2 separate regions of the Mus musculus genome follow, and region 2 is linked to region 1. The links are chromatin contacts, called in public HiChIP or PLAC-seq maps. All regions are on one chromosome and are shown on one strand. The core of a region is the stretch at or near the end of the contact, and the rest is flanking DNA. Distances in the headings are between cores, read along the strand shown. Region 1 overlaps 4930401C15Rik (RIKEN cDNA 4930401C15 gene). Region 2 overlaps Tmem200a (transmembrane protein 200A).

The links. HiChIP or PLAC-seq counts read pairs in DNA pulled down with a chosen protein or histone mark.
Region 2: an HNF4G HiChIP or PLAC-seq map of pancreatic cancer cells shows a contact between it and region 1. The contact joins two enhancer-like sites. A contact is called at or near these places in 2 of 115 datasets of contacts at active chromatin or transcription factors (fibro-adipogenic progenitors and pancreatic cancer cells) and 1 of 9 other capture datasets (pancreatic islet).

The regions. Positions count from the first base shown.
Region 1 is chr10:25,785,535-25,790,885 of GRCm38.p6, reverse strand. It overlaps 4930401C15Rik (RIKEN cDNA 4930401C15 gene), which reads left to right. Exons shown (of 5, transcript NR_045349.1): 3 at 2,034-2,185; 4 at 5,249-5,351. Among named protein-coding and RNA genes, the nearest start is that of 4930401C15Rik, 49 kb to the left of the region's middle. Within about 2 kb of position 2,710, at least 35 of the 459 cell types and tissues checked have an H3K27ac peak or open chromatin away from gene starts, as enhancers often do. A contact at or near this core is called in pancreatic cancer cells, where this site is marked.
Region 2 is chr10:26,010,428-26,015,953 of GRCm38.p6, reverse strand. All of the region lies in intron 2 of Tmem200a (transmembrane protein 200A), which reads left to right. Among named protein-coding and RNA genes, the nearest start is that of Gm9767, 65 kb to the left of the region's middle. Within about 2 kb of position 3,068, at least 3 of the 459 cell types and tissues checked have an H3K27ac peak or open chromatin away from gene starts, as enhancers often do. A contact at or near this core is called in pancreatic cancer cells, where this site is marked.

The DNA.
Region 1 (5,351 bases), core at 1,461-3,960:
TCATGAACAATACTTAAAACACTAGTTCAAGACCCATCCTCAAACCAGCAGAACCAGGACACTAGGGGGTCTGATCCAGCCACCAGTTTGTCAAGTGATTCTGATGAATTATTCATCTTGGAAGCACCATCTGCACTCTGTGAATGAATTCCTAGTCTGTGTCCATCCCCAGATCCCCGAGGAGCAGGGAGGGAGCAGGAAGCTGTCACAGCCAAAGTATGTTCTAAAAACAGAAAGTTTCATTCCTTTGATATAACTAGTTCCCATTTCCTCTGCTTTGTTTCATAGTTAATCAAAATTGTCCTAGTCATCCAAAGTATTTGGTGTCTGCTGTTGCATAACAAATTCTGAAAACTTAGAAGTTTTTTTTTCTGAGTGTTAGGAGTCTGGGAAACTTGGCTGAGTAGTTCAGGCTCTGGCTCTCATCAAAATGTCAATGGAGGCACATCATCGCTTCTGGCATATTCAATTGGCCAAAGAGAATAACCCTTGTTCGGTTAGGGAAGGACCCATATGAGTGTGGGTGAAGCCAAGGAGTGGGGAATCAATGGGGACCATTTGGGGCTTGTTGTTGTGCTGAAATAGGAAACCTTATGATCTTTTCAACTGTTTTCCCCTCTGCCATATACAACCCATTGTAAGACTTCCCTACTGCGAGAATGCAGTGTTTCCCAAGCTTGTCTTCTTATAGTCCAAGTGAGGCAGCCCTGACCACCCTCTGTCCCACTCTTTTCTTCATGCCTGAGCTTCTTCAGATACTCCTTCCCACAGCTGAGTAACAAAGCTACAAATCAGACCCACTCAAAACACTCTCAACAGGTCTCTCTGTTAAGAGCAAAATGGAAATCCTTCCCATGGCATCAAAGTCCCCTGTCCCCCGAGTACCATTCATTATCCCGGATCACTTCTCACCCTAACTCTGCATCCTCCAACACAGCTACTGAGGGCACACCTCCCCAGGAATCTTCAGGCTCTGTTCCTCTTAGGACTCCTTTCAGATCTCCTATTCTTCTTTCTGTTCCAATGCCCAAACCAAATGCTGTTTCTTTCTAAGCACTTCAGTCAGAATATTTTGTTCCTTTTCCGATATTGAAGTAGTTGCAATTGTAGTTAGCTGTTTCTGGTATAATTTTTCACAATCAGAGTCTTGTCTCACCAGGTGATGTGTTTTAATCCTTATAATGTAAAACAATGTAATACCAGAGTTCATCGAAGCATATAATTCCAGCAAGCCTTTTCACATCAAGGAAATGATTCACCCTATTTTCAACAGTATAAAAGAAAGAACTAGGAAGAACTGCAACAGTCTCTTTTAGACACTCCTCCTACCAAGCCTCCAGTTGGAAACACTGCCTCTTGTACCATTGTTCTTCATAATGTTTTCCGTTTGAAAGGCTTTCCTCAGGACAGGTGATGACCTTTTGATGCAATACAGAGTACAAGGTGTGCAGGTGTGCATAGATGTGCAAGTCCTAGCTAGGGAAAAATGTCAACTTGGCTGAGTGGAAGCCTCACAGGTTATCATGAGAAGAGTACCCTGGGAGGTCTATCTGGGGGTTAGCCTCAGGTGAACAACTGTAGGCTATTTGGATGCATTGATGGGGGACATGATCAAAGCAAGTGTGGCAGACCAAATGAAAGAGAGTTTCTAGAGGACAGGGAAGACACGGCATATAGTTTAATTGTGATATAAGAACAAAGGGCTCACGTGACGCTCAGGTGAAGACTTTGTACCTGTGGATCTGAACAGATGTTCAGTAGTCAGCAAGAGAGACATCTGCGAGCTTTATCTTTTCACAACTTGGTGCTAGCATTAGTGCTGTGTTAGAAGCAGGACCACGGGGCCTCTCAGGAAATTACATTGACCTTTTAGGATAAATGAATAGGCTCAAAATTAGATTCTTACACCAACTGACTAAAGGAAAAAGCTATTAAACTGTCAGGCCAGAGCTCAGAGTGGTATTTTATGAATTAGCATGATTCATCTTTCCAGTGAAAGGATCTGACCGAGAGTCATTTCCGCTGCTTCTCAGGATCTTCTCAGGATCAGATACTGGGCGGAGAAGTAGAGCCAGAGTGATTCACGGTGGAGATCAGACTGGACATCTAAACACTAAGTGCATACTCCTGTCATCCGATTCACCCAGACAGCATGCAGTTTTCCTAAATCCACTTGGTCTTTCTGGTAAATATTTAAAATGTCACTTTATAGGTGAGTTTAGTGATTTAGATATACAGAATATAGTCACATATGAAAGAGAATGTAACCCTTTGCAGCTGGCATCCCTTGTGGTGGCCTGACACAGGAACATGGTTTGTGGAATTAAAGAAGTGTCATTCTTAGGTGGGAATATTACATTCAAGTACTGACTGAGAAACAGTCAGTGAAATATAATATAATCATAGAGAGCTTTTGTAAACATTAGTACTTGGACACTCTTAAAAGGGGCAAGGATTTTCCTAGGCCACAGACGTATACATTCATTCGTTTATACTATTGCCTGTTTTCTGTTTCCAAAGACAACCAGGAGTGTTGGAATGAGTATCCTAGAGAGTGGCTGATAAGATAACTGAGCTGCTCTAAAAGAGGACACCTCACACAGACCGGTGTGGTTCAGCTTACCCAGTTTCTCCACCAGAGTTCATTCCTAAGAAAACCTTCAAACCCCCAGCCTCCATGCCATGTCCCCTGGCCACAAGCCCAGCTGCCTGCCTTGTTGCACATTCACCCTCTGAGTCACTGACCTCTGGCCATACACAGGGCAGACATCAAGGTACCTGCAACAGCCCAAAGTTTCCCTTTCCAGTTCGAGGAACAGAGTATGAGCTGCTGGTCTTATAGCTGAGTCTCTCAGGTAGACTCTCAGAGTCCTGGCCCCGAGAGTGGAGGGGCAGAAGCCCCCATCAGTCTGTACAGTACACAAAGGCCTTTATTGAAAGCAGTTCCAGCTAAACACCCTCCTCTCCTTATAGGCTCTAGTCTTGGAAGCACAAACCGTAAACACCTGGCCACAAATCGTCTCAGCATCTGGTTCGAGAGAACCCAACTTAAGATAGAAGCCTTTCTTACATTGGGTCCATTTCCTATTTCTAGTCCATGCTCTGCTATGATCCACCACATTCTTCAGTCATCCGCATCTCCTTCATCCCCCAGTGTGTCTCACCTACCCCTTTTCCAACATGGAAGTCACTTTCCAAGGAATATCTCTTCTTTTTTTTTTTTAAATATTTTTTTTATTACGTATTTTCCTCAATTACATTTCCAACGCTATCCCAAAAGTCCCCCACACCCTCCCCCGCCCCCCACTTCCCTACCCACCCATTCCCATTTTTTGACCCTGGCGTTCCCCTGTACTGGGGCATATAAAGTTTGCCTGTCCAATGGGCCTCTCTTTCCAGTGATGGCCAACTAGGCCATCTTTTGATACATATGCAGCTAGAGTCAAGAGCTCCGGGGTACTGGTTAGTTCATAATGTTGCACCTACAGGGTTGCAGATCTCTTTAGCTCCTTGGATACTTTCTCTAGCTCCTCCATTGGGGGCCCTGTGATCCATCCAATCGTTGACTGTGAGCATCCACTTCTGTATTTGCTAGGCCCCGGCCTAGTTTCACAAGAGACAGCTATATCACGGTCCTTGCAACAAACACTTGCTAGTGTATGCAATGGTGTCATCGTTTGGAGGCTAATTATGGGAGGAGTTGGTTCTTTGAGAAAATCAACAAGATAGATAAACCCTTAGCCAGACTCACTAGAGGGCACAGGAGCAACATTCTAATTAACAAAATCAGAAATGAAAAGGGAGACATAACAACAGATCCTGAAGAAATCCAAAACACCATCAGATCCTTCTACAAAAGGCTATACTCAACAAAACTAGAAAACCTGGACGAAATGAACAAATTTCTAGACAGATACCAGGTACCAAAGTTAAATCAGGATCAAGTTAATGATCTAAACAGTCCCATATCCCCTAAAGAAATAGAAGCAGTCATTAATAGACTCCCAGCCAAAAAAAGCCCAGGACCAGATGGGTTTAATGCAGAGCTCTACCAGACCTGCAAAGAAGATCTAATTCCAGTTCTGCACAAACTATTCCACAAAATAGAAGTAGAGGGAACTCTACCCAACTCATTCTATGAAGCCACAATTACTCTGATACCTAAACCACAGAAAGATCCAACAAAGATAGAGAACTTCAGATCAATTTCCCTTATGAATATCGATGCAAGAATACTCAATAAAATTCTCGCTAACTGAATCCAAGAACACATTAAAGCAATCATCCATCCTGACCAAGTAAGTTTTATTCCAGGGATGCAGGGATGGTTTAATATATGAAAATCCATCAATGTAATCCATTATATAAACAAACTCAAAGACAAAAACCACATGATCATCTCGTTAGATGCAGAGTGTCTCTTCTTGAAGTGTGGTTTATTTCGGGTACAACTATCCCATGCTTTCATGGAAATAAGTTCCCTCCATCCAGAGGACTCCTGTATACAATAAATAAGACAGCCATGAATCTGTGTATGCGACCCACGTTCATTTTCTCTGCTCTGTCATGAGGTTACTCTTCTGTGCTCGATTCTCAACTCCACTGACATCCAGCGTGCAGCACCAACCCTAGCTCAGATTTAAAACTCAGAGTTTTGACTGATAATTGTTGGAGAACGAAAGACCTTTGTCATCAAAACCTTGAGTCATCTTCCTGACAACAAAAGTCCCCATTTTCTGGTGACCTCTCTTCACAATGAGGTTCAAACGCACATGGAATAAGCAATGGTCACTGTCATAACCAAGGTGGTTTGAGGGTTGTATAATAAATCTTTCCAAGGCTAATCGTACAAACATGCCACATTTGCAAACTGGTATTGGGGAAATACTTACCATGTCTGCACTGTGCTTTCCCTGGTGGGAGCTTCAAATGGTTAATGGGCAGTAATCAGAAAATGATTTCGAATTCAAATCAGTGGCAGTGTTTCATTATAGCTGTTTAAAGGTTTGGTCACGAAACAAAGAGAGGTTGATTTCTAAAATGAGGAGGAAGTGCACTCTGTTTACTTCTATTTTCAGCAGATTTTTGTTTCAGAAATTATTTTTAGTGTTGATAAATTATGCTAATTGAGACAACCAAAAAATAGTATATTTGGAACTGAGGGAACATTCTTCACTAATGGATAATTATTTCTTAAGCAAGTTTAAAATTAGACTTGTGTCTTTTAATATTATGTTTGTTTATTTAGAAGAAAAAAAAACACCCTCAAGGGCAAGCTGAGCAGAGAGAACGGAAAACCCAGCATCTGGTAGTGCTTGCTGATACCCACGAAGCAAGGTGGTGGTCCTGAA
Region 2 (5,526 bases), core at 1,819-4,318, 220 kb before region 1:
TTAAGCCAGGCTAGATTCCAGTTTGAGCTCTTCCTGTCCAGACACCCCAGGGCTAGGATAATAAGTGTGTGTTACCCAGCCCAGCCAGAATGCTTCTTATTTTGCTTTTACAAATCAGCTCTTTTCTTCTTTTTGCATTTTAAATGTGATTCATGATACATTGATGTTTACCTAATACTTTTGTTTTGGAAGCAGTCTTTTTCATTGTTGCTTTGCTTGAGACAGGGTCTCTCACTGTGTTCCCTTGACTGGCCTAGAGTTTAGCCAATCTGACCTTGAACTTATAGTTCATAGAAGTCCTCCTCTTGTATCTCCTTCTGAGATCAAAGGAGTATGCTATAATGCCCAGCTAGAAACAGTCTTTTTGTTACTGATGTTGTCTGTCTTAGTCAGGGTTTCTATTCCTGCACAAACATCATGACCAAGAAGCAATTGGGTGGGGGTGGGGGGGGGGCGGGGAGGTGTTATTCAGCTTACATTTCCACATTGCTGTTCATCACTAAAGGAAGTCAGGACTGGAACTCAAGCAGGTCAAAAAGCAGGAGCTGAGGCCATGGAGGGATGTTCCTTACTGGCTTGCTTCCCCTGGCTTGCTCAGCCTGCTCTCTTATAGAACTCAAAACTACCAGCCCAGGGATGGTCCCACCCACAAGGGGCCCTCTCCCCTTGGTCACTAATTGAGAAAATGCCCCACAGCTGGATCTCATGGAGGCATTTCCTCAACTGAAGCTCCTTTCTCTGTGATAACTCCAGCTTGTGTGAAGTTGACACAAAACTAGCCAGTGCATTGTCTTAATAGAGTAACAATTATTACATGTTAGGCAATGCATCTCAGTACATGTTGCCAGTCCCAGTTCAAGTGAAGAGACAAGAGAATGACCACAAGTTTGAGACTAGCAAGTTTCAGGCCAGCAAAGGCTACATAGTGAGATCCTGTGTCAGAAAAATCTAAGCAAGCAAGGTTTCCATACCGTGGTGCCCCTTCAAGTTACAAAGCAAAGGATGCCATAAGACAGCATGCATATTATATCCAAAATCATGTTCAGTGTGCAAAATCAAAGATCTTTAAAGTGTATTTTGTGAAGAAAATCAACCTTTTGGTTTGCAATCGTCAAGGAAAATGTTTTCTTATCAGTAGATTAAATGTTTATCTTTTAATCATATGTTTGCTGGAAGCGTCTATACATATAGTCAACTAACAGAAAATCTTCAATAATGTAAAGACCATAGCTATTACAACTAAGTTTCTCCAGATACTTATTTTTGTTTATATTTCAATTAACAGACTCTTATCCATCCAGTTACTAAGACCTTGGCATTTTCTTGACCACTTCCCCTATCTGATCACTCATATTTAATGTCAAGGTCTTCTTATTTTGTCTTCTAAGAAGTTCTGTGTTCTTTCCACTCTCTTTTCCCTCGTGACTACCTGCCTGACTCATTCCTCATGCCTGGATTACTGGAAGAGCTTAGGAATTTTCCTTTGAAGTGACCATCCTGGTGCCTCTCCATCCCATACAGGATTCCTTCTCCTCCTCCTCCTCCTCCTCCTCCTCCTCCTCCTCCTCCTCCTCCTCTTCCTTCTCCCCTTTACCCCTCCTCCTTCTCTCCCTTCCCCTCTTCTCCCCCTTCCCCCCTCCTTCCCCTCTTTCTCTCCCTCCCCCCCTCTTCTGTTTGGTTTTTTTGAGACATGGTTTCTCTGTGTAGCCTTGGCTGTCCTGGGAATGACTCTGTAGACTAGGCTGGCCTCAAACTCAGAGATCTGCTTCCCTATTGCCCAAGCTTTTGTCCCCACCGGCAAGAACACACTCAGAACAACTGGAATCTTCTGCAGCAAAGCTTTTATTGCTTACTTATCAGGAGGGAAGACCCCGAACCGGGAAAATGGCGCTGCTTATATAGCCCTCAGTGTGATGTTTCAGCACCTGATGTGGCGTGACAGCTCCTGATTCGTTGCTTGCCCATCACCCCATTACTACACTGCGAGATGGGCAGTGACTAGGCGCGAGTTCACTCTTGCACTTGCGCATAAGGCTTGTTTACTAGTTAGGTGCAGTGGAAGCCAGCGCCATCTTATAATGGCGATTGCTCATGGCATGGCTCTCCACACTTCCCTCTGACTCTCCTGACTGCCAGGATTAAAGGAGTGTACCACAAACACATATTCATTCTTTCTCTCTCTCTCTCTCTCTCTCTCTCTCTCTCTCTCTCTCTCTCTCACACACACACACACACACACACACACACACACACCTCAAATAGATATATTTCTAAAGCTGTTACCTCTATTTTGCTTGCTCTTCATTATCACATAGGATTGTAGTAGTTTCTTTCTTGTTGCTGTGATAAAATATTCTGACAGAAGCAACTTAGGGAACAAAGGTTTGTTCCAGCTCACACTTGAAGGATATATGAGTCTATCATGGCAGGGGGTGAAGGCACAAAGAGCTTGAAGTAGGTGGTCACGTTCCATCTACAGTGAAGAACAAAGAAGTGAGTGGAAAATGACGATTCAGTTCCTTCTCTCCATTACACAGATCAGGATCCCAGCCAGGGCATAGCTGCACTCATATGGGCAAATCTTCCCATCTCCGTTATTGCGATTATGAAAGATTTTAAGGAAATTCTAGATTCCAATACAGTAAGTAATACTAGCAACAGCAGCATCATTATTTGGTTATTCGTGTCTGGGACACAGTGTCTTAGAACCCTCCAATGAGAACTTACCAGTGAAGGGCAGCTGCAGACAGCAGCAGTGGTACTATTAACCCAGTGAGCTTAGTCTGCTTTCTCTCGACTCCTGTGGCCTTTATTTGCATGGATAGACAGACCAGCTTGATCCAGTGATAGGATTACAACCTTGCCCCCCCCCCTCTCTCTCTGTGTGTGTGTGTGTGTGTGTGTGTGTGTGTGTGTGTGTATGTACACGTGTGTGTGCAGATGAGTGCACATGCGCTGGGGCTGGAGACTTTCCCTTGTGCTTAGCCCATTCTCTATTTCTAAGGTCTACCTTAACACTAGTTCCTCTTCCTGAATACAAGCTCCTTCAGGAATCTTGGCTTTTCACCCAGTTCTTAGGGTAAGGCAGACATTCAAGTCATAGCTGATATTCAGAATCAAAACAAAGCAATATAACTCTGAGTCATGAAGAGAAAATTAAATTATTGTTTAATACTCTTTGAGGAGCCTGGAACAATGAATTCCATTGTGAATATTATATTTAGAAACATTTCCATTTATTCCAGATAACCAAAGAGGTTTTCTCCTAAAAAAGGTGAATATAAATTTATTATAATCCACACCCCGACACCTACCACCCTAGCTGAAGTTATTGATTCTACTAGTGGCTTATTACAGATCCTTTATGTTCAGGACAACTTTGAGAAACCCGTGAGGAAGAGAGGGCCAAGATCCCCACTTTACAAATCAATTCCTGAAGCCATAGGCCAGTTATCTCCTGAGAGTCACAGCTATTGAGGGTTAGGACAAGACCCTTAGTCAATTCAGAGTATTAGTGGTGGTTTGAGAAATCACCAGCATGGCATGGGTCCAGGCACATGCATGGATTCAGGCTCATATTCTACTTTTGGTCATATATTGAGCCACAATAGGTTTAACCTCTTTAAATGAGGAAGTCTCTAACCAAATTGTTTTATCACATAACAGTGTGGAAAGTGTAGAGTAAAGCCACAGAAGGGAATCTTTGTGGATCTATGAACTGCATTTCCTTTATTTCTTTAAGCCGCAGTATCAGACATTAATCCCAGTGACACCACCTGTCTTAATCAAACCTCGCTGCTATAACAAAATACACAGACTAAGTAATTTATAAACAACGGGAATGTATTTCTCACATTCTAGAGGCTAGGGAAACCAAGATGAAGATGTTGGGAGCCTTGCGAAGGTCCTCAGGCTGCAGAGAACAAAAGGCAGAAGGGACAACTGCTGTATGAAACATCTTTTGTAAGAATACCAACCCTACCCAAGAGCATGGTGTCCTAATGATAGCCATGGCCCCAAACTCACCTTCTTAAAATGATCACATTGACAGTTAAATTTTAACAAACATTTTGGGGACAAATATTCAGACCATAGAACTACCTCCCTATTTTACCAACTTCTTAATTTTTTTGTTTCTTTTCTTTACAAGTGGTACTAGAATACTACTATCCTCACTTGTATCAGTTAGAATTGGATACATGCAATAACAAGCAACCCCAGCTCTCAGTGATCTTAAATAACCCAAACTTTCTTACTCATTCATGACCATTTTGATTCAGCCAGTAGCTTATCTGTGCTATCCTAACACAAAAACCAGGGATGGGTGTCTTTTGGCTATGCAGTGTTCTTGGTCACCATGGCAGCAGGAAAAGGATGATGGAAATCATATATTTATTCTTGGAAGTATTTTCCAAGAAAGGTGATATCTCTTCCATAGGCTCACTGCCTACAGCAAACCAAGCTTCTCTGCCTGATTTCCCAGGTCTAGGAGACTATAATCAAATGATTGACCCATGGGCTAGAATAGACATAGCCAAAACAAGACAAACCACTGACTGACTAATAATTGATTAGTTATATATTCCCTTGTTAGTTGATTAGTTATATATTCTCTCGTTATATTCCTTATGTTAGTTTTAGTTAGTTGAGTTAGAAGATAATTTATGGGAGTCAGTTATCTCCACTGTGGGGATCTGGAGATTGAATTCAGGTCATCAAGATTGGTAAAAGAGGCCAGGCAGTGGTGGTACATGCCATTAATCCCAGCACTTGGGAGGTAGAGGCAGACAGATTTCTGAGTTCAAGGCCAGCCTGGTCTACAAAGTGAGTTCCAGGACATCCAGGGCTATACAGAGAAACCCTGTCTCAAAAACAAACAAACAAACAAACAAACAAACAAAAAGATTGGTAAAAGAATTTGAGTAGTCTGGCATTCTAACTAGCACCCCTGTTTTAGAATGCCACATTTCCTTCAAGATGTACATGTATATGTGTATAGGTATAGGTTTTATATATATATATATATATATATATATATATATATATATATATATATATATATATATATAACAGAGAGAGAGAGAGAGAGAGAGAGCAAGAAGCTCCCATAACTATTGGGCTATCTTATTAGCTTTTTTTTTTTCAAATTTAAATTCATTATTTTCTTTCCTTTAGGGAGAGGGATATGTGTTTGTGTGTGTATATATATATATGTGTGTGTGTTTGTGTGATCTATTTCTTTCTCCTATATGTAAATATATTTCTTTCTCTATTTTTTACTTTTTTATGTCCTTTTCAAGTTTTCTCTTTTTTATTAGATATTTTCTTCATTTACATTTCAAATGCTCTCCTGACAGTCCCCTATACCCTTCCCCCACCCTGCTCCCCAACCCACCCACTCCTGCTTCCTGGCCCTGGCATTCCCCTGTATTGGGGCATATGATCTTCGCAAGACCAAGGGCCTCTCCTCCCATTGACTAGGCCATCCTCTGCTACAAATGCAAATAGAGACACAGCTCTGGGGGT